2 separate regions of the Rattus norvegicus genome follow, and region 1 is linked to region 2. A link is a contact called in public Hi-C data. All regions are on one chromosome and are shown on one strand. Each heading gives the region's core, a stretch centred on a gene start, on an enhancer-like site or on the middle of the called end of the contact. The rest is flanking DNA. Distances are from core to core; before and after follow the strand shown. Region 1 overlaps Ppm1l (protein phosphatase, Mg2+/Mn2+ dependent, 1L). Region 2 holds the start of Ppm1l (protein phosphatase, Mg2+/Mn2+ dependent, 1L).

Region 1 (5,319 bases), core at 1,008-3,507, 40 kb after region 2:
CAGCCCCTGCTCCAGTTGTTCAGGACCCATGTGAAGACCAAGCTGCACATCTGCTACATATGTGTGTGTGTTTGTGGGGTGGGCAGGCTAGGTCCAGCCATGTATGTTCTTTGCTTGGTGGTTCAGTCTCTGAGAGCTCCAAGTGACTCTGTTGGTCTTTCCGTGTTGTTCCTATCCCCTTTGGGACCCGCAATCCTTTCCCCAACTGTTCCATAAGAGTCCCCAGTCTATATCCACTGTTTGGTTGTGTCACTTTTGACCCAAAATTTAAACTGTCTACAAGAAATGCAGGGACTGGAGATGGAGCAGAGACTGAGGGAAGGGCCAATAGATAACCAGGCCAACTAAAGACCCATTCCATGGGCAAGCACCAATCCATGACATTATTAATGACACTGTGTTATGCTTGCAGACAGGAGCCTAGCATGGCTGTCCTCTGAGAGGCTCCACCTAGTAGCTGACTAAAAATACCTTTTCTATATCCATTTGGAAGATCATATGATTTGACCTTTATTCACTTGATATATCTAATTGATTGATTTGTATGTGTTGAGCTGTCAATATTCACCACAGTAAATCATTAGTGGTGAATAAATAATTAATGTTTATTAATTAATAATAAGAATCAATGGATTTTTGGATTATTTCTGTGCTTATCAATAATGCTGACCTTTGGATTTCTTTTTTGTCTTTCCTTCTCTGGTTTTGGTGGTCAAATAAAGCTGGCCTCATTCATTTAGAATTCTTTCCTTGTCTTACTTGAATACTTGAAGGTGAATTGATATCATTAATCCACATGTTCTTCTCTTTCGTCCTTCTGCTTTGAGATGGCCTCTCGCTGTCTAGGCCAAAAGAACCCAAACTTTTGATTCTCCTGCCTCAGCCTCCTGAGCACAGAGATTGCAGGCCTGTGCCACACTTGGCTGATGCTTTTGTTCTTGCTGTCAGAGGCCTGCGGCAGTAACGTGGTCAGCAGCACAGCGGTCAGCAATACAGCGGTCAGCAGCTATCTTTAAGTAGAACTCAGGAGTGAGTGGGTCTCACGCTGGGCTTCCCCCTTGGGCGGCTGACTGTATGACTGATTCAGTAACTCTCATGTTACTGGTCTTTTCAGGTTGTGTTTCTTCACGGTGGAATCTTGGTCCGTTTCTTCCAGGTTTTCCTACTAGTTGGCATGTGGTAGTGAGTAATGATCTTCTGTACCTTGTCGTGTGGATTGTAACCTCCTCCCCCCCCCTGATTTCATGGATCCGTGTCTTCCCCCCACCCCTCTCCCTCTCCCCACTCCACCCCCCTAGTCTAATTAAGGGTCTGCCTGCTCTATCTCTTTAAAGAAGGAGCTCATTGTCTCACGCTGTTTGCCTCATCAAAGTCTCTGTTTCCCGTACTCCTGTCCTGATTGCGCTGTTTCTTTACCTTGTAATTTTCCTGGTTCCCTGAGACGCAGCATCAGGTTTTCGCCAGAGCTGATCCTGTTTTTTGGTGCAGGTGTGGGTCGCTGGCCTCTTTCCCTGGGCCTGGATGCCTGCCGGATACAGGCCTTCGCTGATGTCCAAACGGTCTGCTGTGCCCCATCTCCAGTTTTACTTGTTTTAAGGACTTTAGAATCTCCTTAAACATTTCCTCTGAGCTCACTGGTTGTTTAAAAGCAGATCGTTACGGGGCTACTTGCACATTTTATGATCACTGTAGCAACATCCACATCCCTAAGTTGGGAAACTACCCTGGGAGGCTGTTGACGTAGGATACAGGGAACATGGTGCTTTTGTTACCTGTAGAGAAGGATGACATCATGCCATTTGAGGGAAAATGGCTGCAGATGGAGAGTTTCATATCACATGAAGTACGTCAGACACAGAAAGTCAAATATTGTATTTATTTCTCATTTGCGGATCCTGGATTTTCTGTGGATTTGTGAAATCATTCCTTCATATTTGTCAGAGTAGGAATGGACTGCCCAGGGGAACAAATGCCGTCTTGGAGGGCATTGCTGTGTACAGTAGACATGCAATAAAAAAGTAGGTTGCAAATTTCCATGCATTTGTTAAGTAGCTCTTTAAAACTTAGGATCATAACACTTGAGGGCTAAACAGCCCTAATGAACATGATCATTGAACCTTCGCTCTGAGGCTTTTTGCACTTGGAGTAAAGAAAAACTTTTTGACTGTATTTTGCAACGTGAGGGACCAAGAGATAGTGATATTTTATTTCTGGCACTCTGGAGTAGAGAGCTGCCAATTTAACACTGCTGGCCTGTGTCATCATGTGACGAGGAAAGTCTCTCTTCTTGCTCTGATATGTTCCACAGTGTTCAGAAAGCTCGAGTGTTCTCTTAACCAAACCTTCCTGGTTTAACCTTTCCTGCTCTCACCCTTGACTTTACTGACAGCACAGGCACTGTCACCAGCAAGGCCATCAGCACCTCCAGCGCCAGGTGGTTTGGGGGATCTGTGATGGTCCCTGTTCTGAGTCGTCACACGGCTGAGTTGTGGTATGCCCACTGAGCAAGTGGTAGAAATCTCTAGGCTGTTGTTTAGAACTGAGATTTCAGGATGCTGGGGTGACCCCTCACTGGTATTAGGCTTTTTTAGGATTAGGGCTATTTAACACAGGGAAGAGGTTCTCGTATGGTCATTAAGAAGAATAGTTTGCCAGTGGAGCCCTGAGTTAGGCTCTCGCTTTACTATTATTTACTTTCTCCTTCTCTCCGGTCTCCCCCATGCCCCGACACAGACCCTCAGTGTGTAGCCCTGGCTGGTCTCAAACGTGCTATGGCATTTGCACCTGTTCAAGACCATGCCGGCCTTGAACTCAACAGAGATCCATCTGTCTCTGCGAACTGAATGCTGGGATTAAAGGTGTGCACTGTCATGTCCAGCAAATTCACGCCCTTATTAAGTTCTCAGGGCTGTGGTGAGCAAGCCGGTTGAGAAAAGCATACACACGGGCACAAATGCTGGTGCACATTATGCTATAAGTAATAAACATCTTCGGTAAGGCTGCATTAGAAGACAGTGTGGTGTGATGGAAAGGACGTGGACTTTGGAAGTTAACAAAGGTCTGGGTTTCGAAATTTTTCCTGTGGCAAAAGCAGTAGTTCTCCTGAGGCAGCGTATTTTATTTCTAAGACCTCATTATATTTTTTATTATCTTTAATTATGTGTATGTCTGTGTGTAAGCACGCGTGTGTGAATTCATATCCACACAGGGGGCACCTTTGTTGCCTCCCTCGGGAGCCGGACTTACAGATCGTGTAGAACGGAGTGGACAAGTGAGCCCCCCGACATGGGTGCTGGGAATGGAGCCTCGGCTCCTGGATGAGAACACGTGCTCTCAACTGCCGTGTCTCCAGCCCCACCGAGAGTATTTTTGCAAAGTTAATTTTGTAAAGGAAATAAAACATAGTAAGGCATAAGAATTAGGCAAATCAGAGTCTCACAACGTTGCTCAGCCTAGCCTCAGACTTACGATCTTCCTGCCTTAATTTCCTGTGCAGGATTATAGGCGTGTACAACCATGCTTGACTTTAAAATTAAAAAAAAAAACCCGGTGCAACCCAGACTCATTGGAAGGAGAGCACAAACACAGCCTCAAAATAGAGAATGGGAAAATTCCCTTTATGGGTTTGCTGTTAGACTCCTGAGTTCCCTGGGAAGGGGAGAGAGGTGAGGAGAGACGGGTGCTGGTCAGCTGGTCTGACTGCATTTAAGGGAACCCTGAGATCAGGGACCACTGATGGAGAAGGCTGGTGGAGGATGATGGGGAGGATGGAGGAAACGACTCTGCCAGGTGAAGGAGCGCTCTGTCCTCTAGGCATGCGCAGACAGTTGTTGCCCCTGGTCTGTGTCCTTAATCCAGCTCTTCTTGGCAGGTCAGCCCCATTTTTCCTTCTGACCATTTGTGTAATAGTTTAACCAAAAATTATGCCCGTCTTGAGTAAGAACCTCCACATCCATATTTAAAAGAAACTACTGATTTAAAAAAAATGCTAATGTCTACATTGAGAAAAAAATTACTCATTAAAATGGCACAAGTCTGTGTTCACATCATTCTAGAGCTGAGACAGGAGGATCATGAGTTTGAGGGGTACTTGGGCCATACAGTGAGACCTTGTCAACCCTAAAAACAAAGAAAATTGCCATTGTAAGATCTAATGAAACCTGAAACGTTAGCATTTAGATGGGCTGCTGCGTGCACTGCTCGGTATTCCTGTTGGAGAACAGTCTTTCTCAGTGAATTTTACCACTGTTATTTTTTATTTAGCACTTTTGATTGTGTGTGACAACTGATAGATGGCGAAAAATTTTTTTTTCATGTCAGGCTTTGAGCTTTCATATTCAAATACATTTCCCCTCTTCTGCCTTTAGTGGCCTGAAGATTTTTCCTAGGTATTATTTAATCTTTAAAAAAATATCAGAAGGTTGTTTTTAAAAGTGTCTTCCTTGTTAAAGGTCCACTGTGCTTGTTGGATTATGTTATTGGATAATTTCAGGCTTCCAGAGATTTTGATATCCCAAAGTTCAACAGTGCAGCTTTGAAAGTAAGAATGCCTGAGAGAATTCCACTTCCACACCTAAAATTAGACATGACAGCAGAGACCAAAGGCACACATTTTACCAGACATGGTAATTATGTGTTTTCTTTTTTTTTTGAGAAAACTTGAAGAAGGAAAAAAACCAAGCAGTTAGCTCTTTATTTAAATAAACCGTATGTCTTTCTTTTTTGGCGGTCCTCGGTCTACTTATCTGGTTTGAGAATCAGTTGTAGCCAGTTATCTATGATGGGTCTAACATGACTGCAAACGTTGGTGTTTTTTAATAAATAGATGGGATTTTACTTTTCCCTGATCAAGTCTATGAAGTCACATAACTAATCTCATATACCAGTTTTTTATGTAGATAGCTGTGTTCGCAAAACAGACCTTTGTCAAGTTTAAGACAGGTGTTCTGTTTTTTGTTTTATTTTGTTTTAGTTTGTGTGTGTTTGTCTTTAGGAGATACTTGGAGTGTCTTGCAAGTGCTCTGTTTACCTCTCCAGATTTATTTCCCTGGCGACTTTAAAAACACACTCAACTTCTAGTGTGAAGAAATTCACGTTTGTGGTTGGCCCCCACAGTATTTGGCAGTATAGCATGTGAAAGGAAAGTGCTCTTCCCTCACATTTGCCAAATGACTGGGGGGTGGGGCGGGGGGGGAGGGGAGGTAACACAAAGACTGAGTATCCAAGTCAGGGAAGCTTCGAGGCAAAGCCCTCTTTGGGTTCAGGGTGACTTTCTTGTGACACCTGGGTTCTCCTCCACCCCACTTCTACCTCCCACCC
Region 2 (5,392 bases), core at 609-3,108:
AATCATATACTGAAGACCATATCCTAGTTAACAGTTCCTCATGTTCCTTTCCTATTGGGGTCAGATTATTTAAATACTTAAGCGTGCTTTTTTGTCGCTGTTGGTAGGGAAGTCTAGGTTGCTAGGAAGAAACTTTAGCCGTTATGGAAAATAGACAAAAATCTGAAGATAATGTAAATTGCCTAGTTACTTTAGTTGCCAACTGTGAACATTTTGCTTTATTTCATTGCAGTAATTATACTTTATATCTCAAAACATAATTGGGATCAAAAGAAGTGTTTGGGGGACGCGTTGGCTGGGAGGGTATCAGGAGGTCCAGTGGATCAGCACCGTTCTTCGTGGACAGGGGTAGAGGGAATGGAAAATTTCCCCTAAAGACCACTTGTTTCATATTCTAGGCGACCAGTCCTCGCCCACATTTCAAGTTATTCTGCTGAAGTCCACCTTTGCTTACTCAAATTCCCACCCCCATCTTCGGCGGGGATTGAGGAGGTGGTTGTCGCTTCCAAGCCTCCAGAGGACTTCTAACCTGAACCATGGGCACAGTCGCTCGCTGAGGGACACTCCATGTCTCCTCGGAAGAGTGGTCACCAGCACAGTCCCTGTCTTCAGAGGCCAGCCCTTCCTGGACCTCCCGCCTTTGTCATTACAAGTCTAGCTTCCGGTTCTGGGATACCCGGTTCTGCAGTCAGAGAGACATAGTTGTTGGGGTCCGGGTCCAAATCCTGCCTCTCGGGAGATCCTGGCGGGTCTCTGTGGGAGTGGAGACTGCCTCGGGTGGCCGAAGTAATCACTCACTTTCGAGTCCCGAGCCGGGAGAAATATGTCCCATCTCGCTAGCCCTACGAAGGGCCTGGCGTGGACCGTACCATTGTGTTACGTGCCGGAGGGGGAGGCGCTCAGGTACAGCTCCCGGCTCCACAGCGAGCAGCCGTGCCGCCCAAGAAACTAACATTCAGTGAACTCACGTCATTGTCTCATTGTTCCCGGAAGCCGGCCTCCAACGCAGAATTGACAATCCGCTAGATCTGGGCCTCTGGATTCGCCGCTCACCCCCGCGGTTCTCCCCGACCCGCCTGCTGCCCACGTGCGCCCGGGAGAGCTCCTTCGGGCTCCTAGCGGGGTGAGAGCCGTACGAGGTCTGGAAGCGCCGCTCTCAGGGCTGGGCGGGGCGGGGCGGGGCGGGGCGGGGCGAGCGCGAGCGGAGCCGGGAGCTTCCGAGCGGAGCCGAGCCGAGCCGAGCCGAGCTGCGAGGTGCCGGGGAGAGGCAGGCAGAGCCTGCCGGCGGCTCCGCACCCATCGTGCTGCGTTTCCCGGCTCGGTGTCCCCCTGCCTTTGCCCAGGCACCGGCAAAACTTTTATTGTCTCGGGGACCCCCCTGGATGTGTGACGAAATCGCAGCGTTCCGCTGTCTCGTCCCCAAGCTCGCCTGCAACGGCGATCGAGGGAACGTGCAACCCTCGCAGCCGGGCTCTTGCGCCCTGCGCTTCCTCACCTGCCGATCGCTCCCGGGAACTGCGAGGGGGGGATCCCCAACGGGACCGCGCGGGCAACGGCACCCCGAAATCCTGTTCACCGTTGCTGAGCGGCTCGGCGCAACTTTAACTTGATTCCTGTCGCCCACCCGCGGTACCCGCGGCGGCCGCCGCCGCCGCCGTCGCTGCGGTCTCACAAAGAGCGCGGGGAGGGAAGGCGGCGCGGGCGGCGGGCACGGGCCTTCGGGCTGCCCAGACAAAAGGGAAACTGCCATCATTCTGGACGACTGTTGGGGGCCGCCGTGGGTTCATCCTATTGGCCCGGGCTGCCTCTCCGCCTTGGTCCCCGCGGGCTGTGCCCGCAGTACTCGGACCCCGCGAGCTGCGGGGCGCGCGTTGCTGCTGCTGGTCGGGCTCTAGGGATAATAAATGATAGAGGATACAATGACTTTGCTGTCTCTGCTGGGTCGCATCATGCGCTACTTCTTACTGAGACCCGAGACGCTTTTTCTGCTGTGCATCAGCTTGGCTCTGTGGAGTTACTTCTTCCACACGGACGAAGTGAAGACCATCGTCAAGTCCAGCCGGGACGCGGTGAAGATGGTGAAGGGCAAGGTGGCCGAGATTATGCAGAACGATCGTCTTGGAGGACTTGATGTGCTGGAGGCCGAGTTTTCCAAGACCTGGGAATTCAAGAGCCATAATGTTGCGGTGTACTCCATCCAGGGCCGGAGAGACCACATGGAAGATCGCTTCGAAGTTCTAACGGATCTGGCCAACAAGACGCACCCGTCCATCTTCGGAATCTTTGACGGTCACGGCGGCGAGGTAGGAGTTCTCTGGGTTTATGTGTGTGTAAATAACCAGGCGTCTAGTGCGTGGCGCGGGTCGGATCTGGGCGAGAGGGGCGTGGTGATGACAAAGGCGAGTGAAGTTCCCAAGACCCTGCCAAGGAATTCTTGGATACGAGAGCGTTCAGTTTAGCCGAGAGACACACACTGGATATTCCGTGGCATTTTTAATATAAAGTTCCCAAGGTCAGAGGCCAGTTAATAACTGCTAGTTTTCCGGGGAGAATGAGTAATAGATGCAGTGAATTTTATCACCGGGCCTCAGTGTCCCGATTCTAGAGTTCGAGGCGGGTTAAGGAAGATAGTGTCTTCCGTGTACCCCTAAGGGAAGAAGCCTGCACCAGTTGGGTAGATCCTGTGAAGGAAGCTGTGACTTATATTCCCTTCGCGCTAGGGAAGGACTCCCTAGCTGCAACGCTTCTTTTCAACTCTGCCAACTTTGCTAGAGCAATCGGACCGGGGACAGGGTGCCTCGCTGGTGGTGGGATTTGGTTGCCTAGCCTTTGCAGAGGTGGCTGTACGCGCAGAGCCGGCGGTAGCCACACCTGACCTCTGTGCGGTGGCCAGCTTGGGGATACTGATGTCCTCTTCCTTCTATAAGCCTCTGTTTGGGGTTTATCTGGGAGCAGGAAATAGGCTAAAGCCCGCTATAGGTCGTACTGGCTTATTTCTGTGACATTCGACACTCTGGGCGTGTGGAGTCTCAGGTTTCCCAGAGGTCCTGCCCTTGGCCTTCTGCCCAGAGGAAGTGAGTGTTAAAATGTGTCTCCAGAGCAACTCCTGACATCTGCCTCAGTTGGACACTTGTAACTGTTGCATTGCTTCACGCTTCCCTACGTCTTTCTTGGCAGTATTCCTTTCTCCCTTTACCCTCCCTTCCTCTTCCTCTTTCCTTCGCAGTCTTACGGTTCTTCAGCTCCTGGATGGGTTCCAGGGAGCTGTGTTTACTTGTTCTTGGTCTGAGGAAGCTTTCAGTTGGTTGTCTTATCTGTGCTCTCCACTCACCGTTTGCAAATGTTGCCCAGGTACAGTGAGAATACCAAACATTTCAAACATTTGGAAAACTTAGGTGATAAGACTGGAATTAATCTTTAAACAAACAAACAAACAAACAAACAAAGGGGTGCCCTTTGCCCATTTATAATGTGTTCTTCAGAATGAAAGTTTCTCATTCATTGTACTTTTGTAGTCTCAGGATGGTTTGGAGTTCTCCTCCCCTTGGCCACAGGATAGCTCAAAGACAGGAGGCTAATTGAGATAGGAGACACTGCAGAGTGAGCAAAAAGATACCAATTACTAAGGGTGGCTGTTTAATGACGGAGTCATAATGTCATTTTATGTGCCTAGACTCAGTGGGGGGGAAGCAAGCTGTGAGCCTCTCCCCTGTAAATAATTTAATAAACATAGTTATTATAAATCTGCAGTAGAACAGTTGCAGATAATCTGCTTCTGGCTTTTGAAAGCACACCTTTGGAAGTTTCGATGGAATAGCAGTGTTGTAGAACACCGGGCAGTGTAGAACACTAAATGTGACATTGGCACTTGCACTCGATTGAACGATTACATTTGTCTGCAGAGCGAAAAGTTTCAGCTGAAACGTTCCTAGCAGTGTCTGGATAAATACGCTGCCCTGGAAAGGCTGCAGTGGACACTTTCCTTTAATTCAAAGTGTTTTCCACTTTCACTGCACACATCTAAATAAGTGTTAAGTGAGAAGGTGACCACTATTAGCCAAACCGTGAAATGCCTTTTATGGTGCCTAACGTTCAAATTCTTGCTGTTTGCAAAATAGTTAACATTATCAATTCTCACAAAAATAGAGTAGCTGTAGTTTCTCCTCCAATCAGGTGCAGTCAGGTAAGTGTCTCTGCATTTGTTTTACCTGAAGAAAGAAAAAAATCGGGAGTTCTATAAATGTGCTATTGGGATGGTGATAGTAACAGATACTGCTGAGTGACTTCTCTCTTGCTTTTTTTCTTTTTTTATTCTCTTGTTACATCGTTTTAAGGCAGTCCCAGCATCTAGTTCCTGCCATTTGTGTTCTTGGTTCCTTTAGCATTCACCAGAGGAGGGTGCCACTGCGTGATATATCTATATCTATAGGTTGAGATATATATATATATATATATATATATATGTGTGTGTGTGTGTGTGTTTATATATATATATGTATATATATATATGTTGATAGTTACAGCCTCTCAGAAAAGGTGCCTTTTTCTGGATGTAAGTACACATACATGGCCATACACAACACAGAGGTTAAATGAGTTGTATTTTTTTTTCCCCCCGGAGCTGGGTACCGAACCCAGGGCCTTGGCGCTTGCTAGGCAAGCGCTCTACCACTGAGCTAAATCCCCATCCCCAAATGAGTTGTATTTTATTCGTGATAGTTCATACTGATAAAATAAGCCACACAGATTTAGACTCAGAAGGGAACTTGACTTGTGCTTATATATTTCATCCTTATCAATTCATCCCGTTCTTTAGACGAGGTGCAGATAGCTAGAGAAATTGTGCCCTCCCTCAGGCTACATGGCCAGTCTGAGGCTTTTGGTTTGTTGGTCTTTTCACTGGATAGTAGGCTTGCGTATTTACCTAGATGCATTAGCCCTCTAGGGATACAAAAGTGACCGGACAGAACTTCTGCCCTCCTGAGAAATCCCCGTCTAATAAGAGTGACTGTTAGACCAAAAGTGACCCTGCAGTGTGCTTCCAGTGTTCTGGGAACTTCATTTACACCAGACTGAGAAGTAGGGGAGGTAAAGCTCCAGGAGGTCACCATTGACTATAAGAAGATGAAGAGGGAAGGCTATTTGTGGTTAAACATCGGGTCTGGCTATGGGGCGTAGGCTGGCAGGGGCTGGCCCTTCTCCTGCTTTAATCTGCCCAGTGCCGAGCTCAGAGCCACACGTGCCCTGAAAAAGTGTGTGCTTGACTCAGGTGCTGGCTTTGAATCTCTGTTTCTTCACGTCAGCTGTGACCTTGGGCCACTTGCTTAAGCAGCTTCTGGGAGCAGTTTATCTAAAGAAAACAAAAAACAAAAAAGAGAGGGGGTGATAATGA

Evidence for each region. Hi-C and Micro-C count contacts between places; a contact is called where the count stands out from the background.
Region 1: a contact with region 2 is called in a Hi-C map of liver, with 2.1 times the contacts expected there. The contact joins the enhancer-like site here to the promoter of Ppm1l in region 2. A contact is called at or near these places in 2 of 12 Hi-C or Micro-C datasets (frontal cortex and liver).

What each region holds. Positions count from the first base shown.
Region 1 is chr2:155,914,799-155,920,117 of GRCr8, forward strand. All of the region lies in intron 1 of Ppm1l (protein phosphatase, Mg2+/Mn2+ dependent, 1L), which reads left to right. Among named protein-coding and RNA genes, the nearest start is that of Ppm1l, 41 kb to the left of the region's middle. Within about 2 kb of position 2,258, at least 3 of the 93 cell types and tissues checked have an H3K27ac peak or open chromatin away from gene starts, as enhancers often do. A contact at or near this core is called in liver, where this site is marked.
Region 2 is chr2:155,874,747-155,880,138 of GRCr8, forward strand. Ppm1l (protein phosphatase, Mg2+/Mn2+ dependent, 1L) reads left to right here and starts at 1,859. Exons shown (of 4, transcript NM_001107681.3): 1 at 1,859-2,303. The coding sequence starts at 1,905.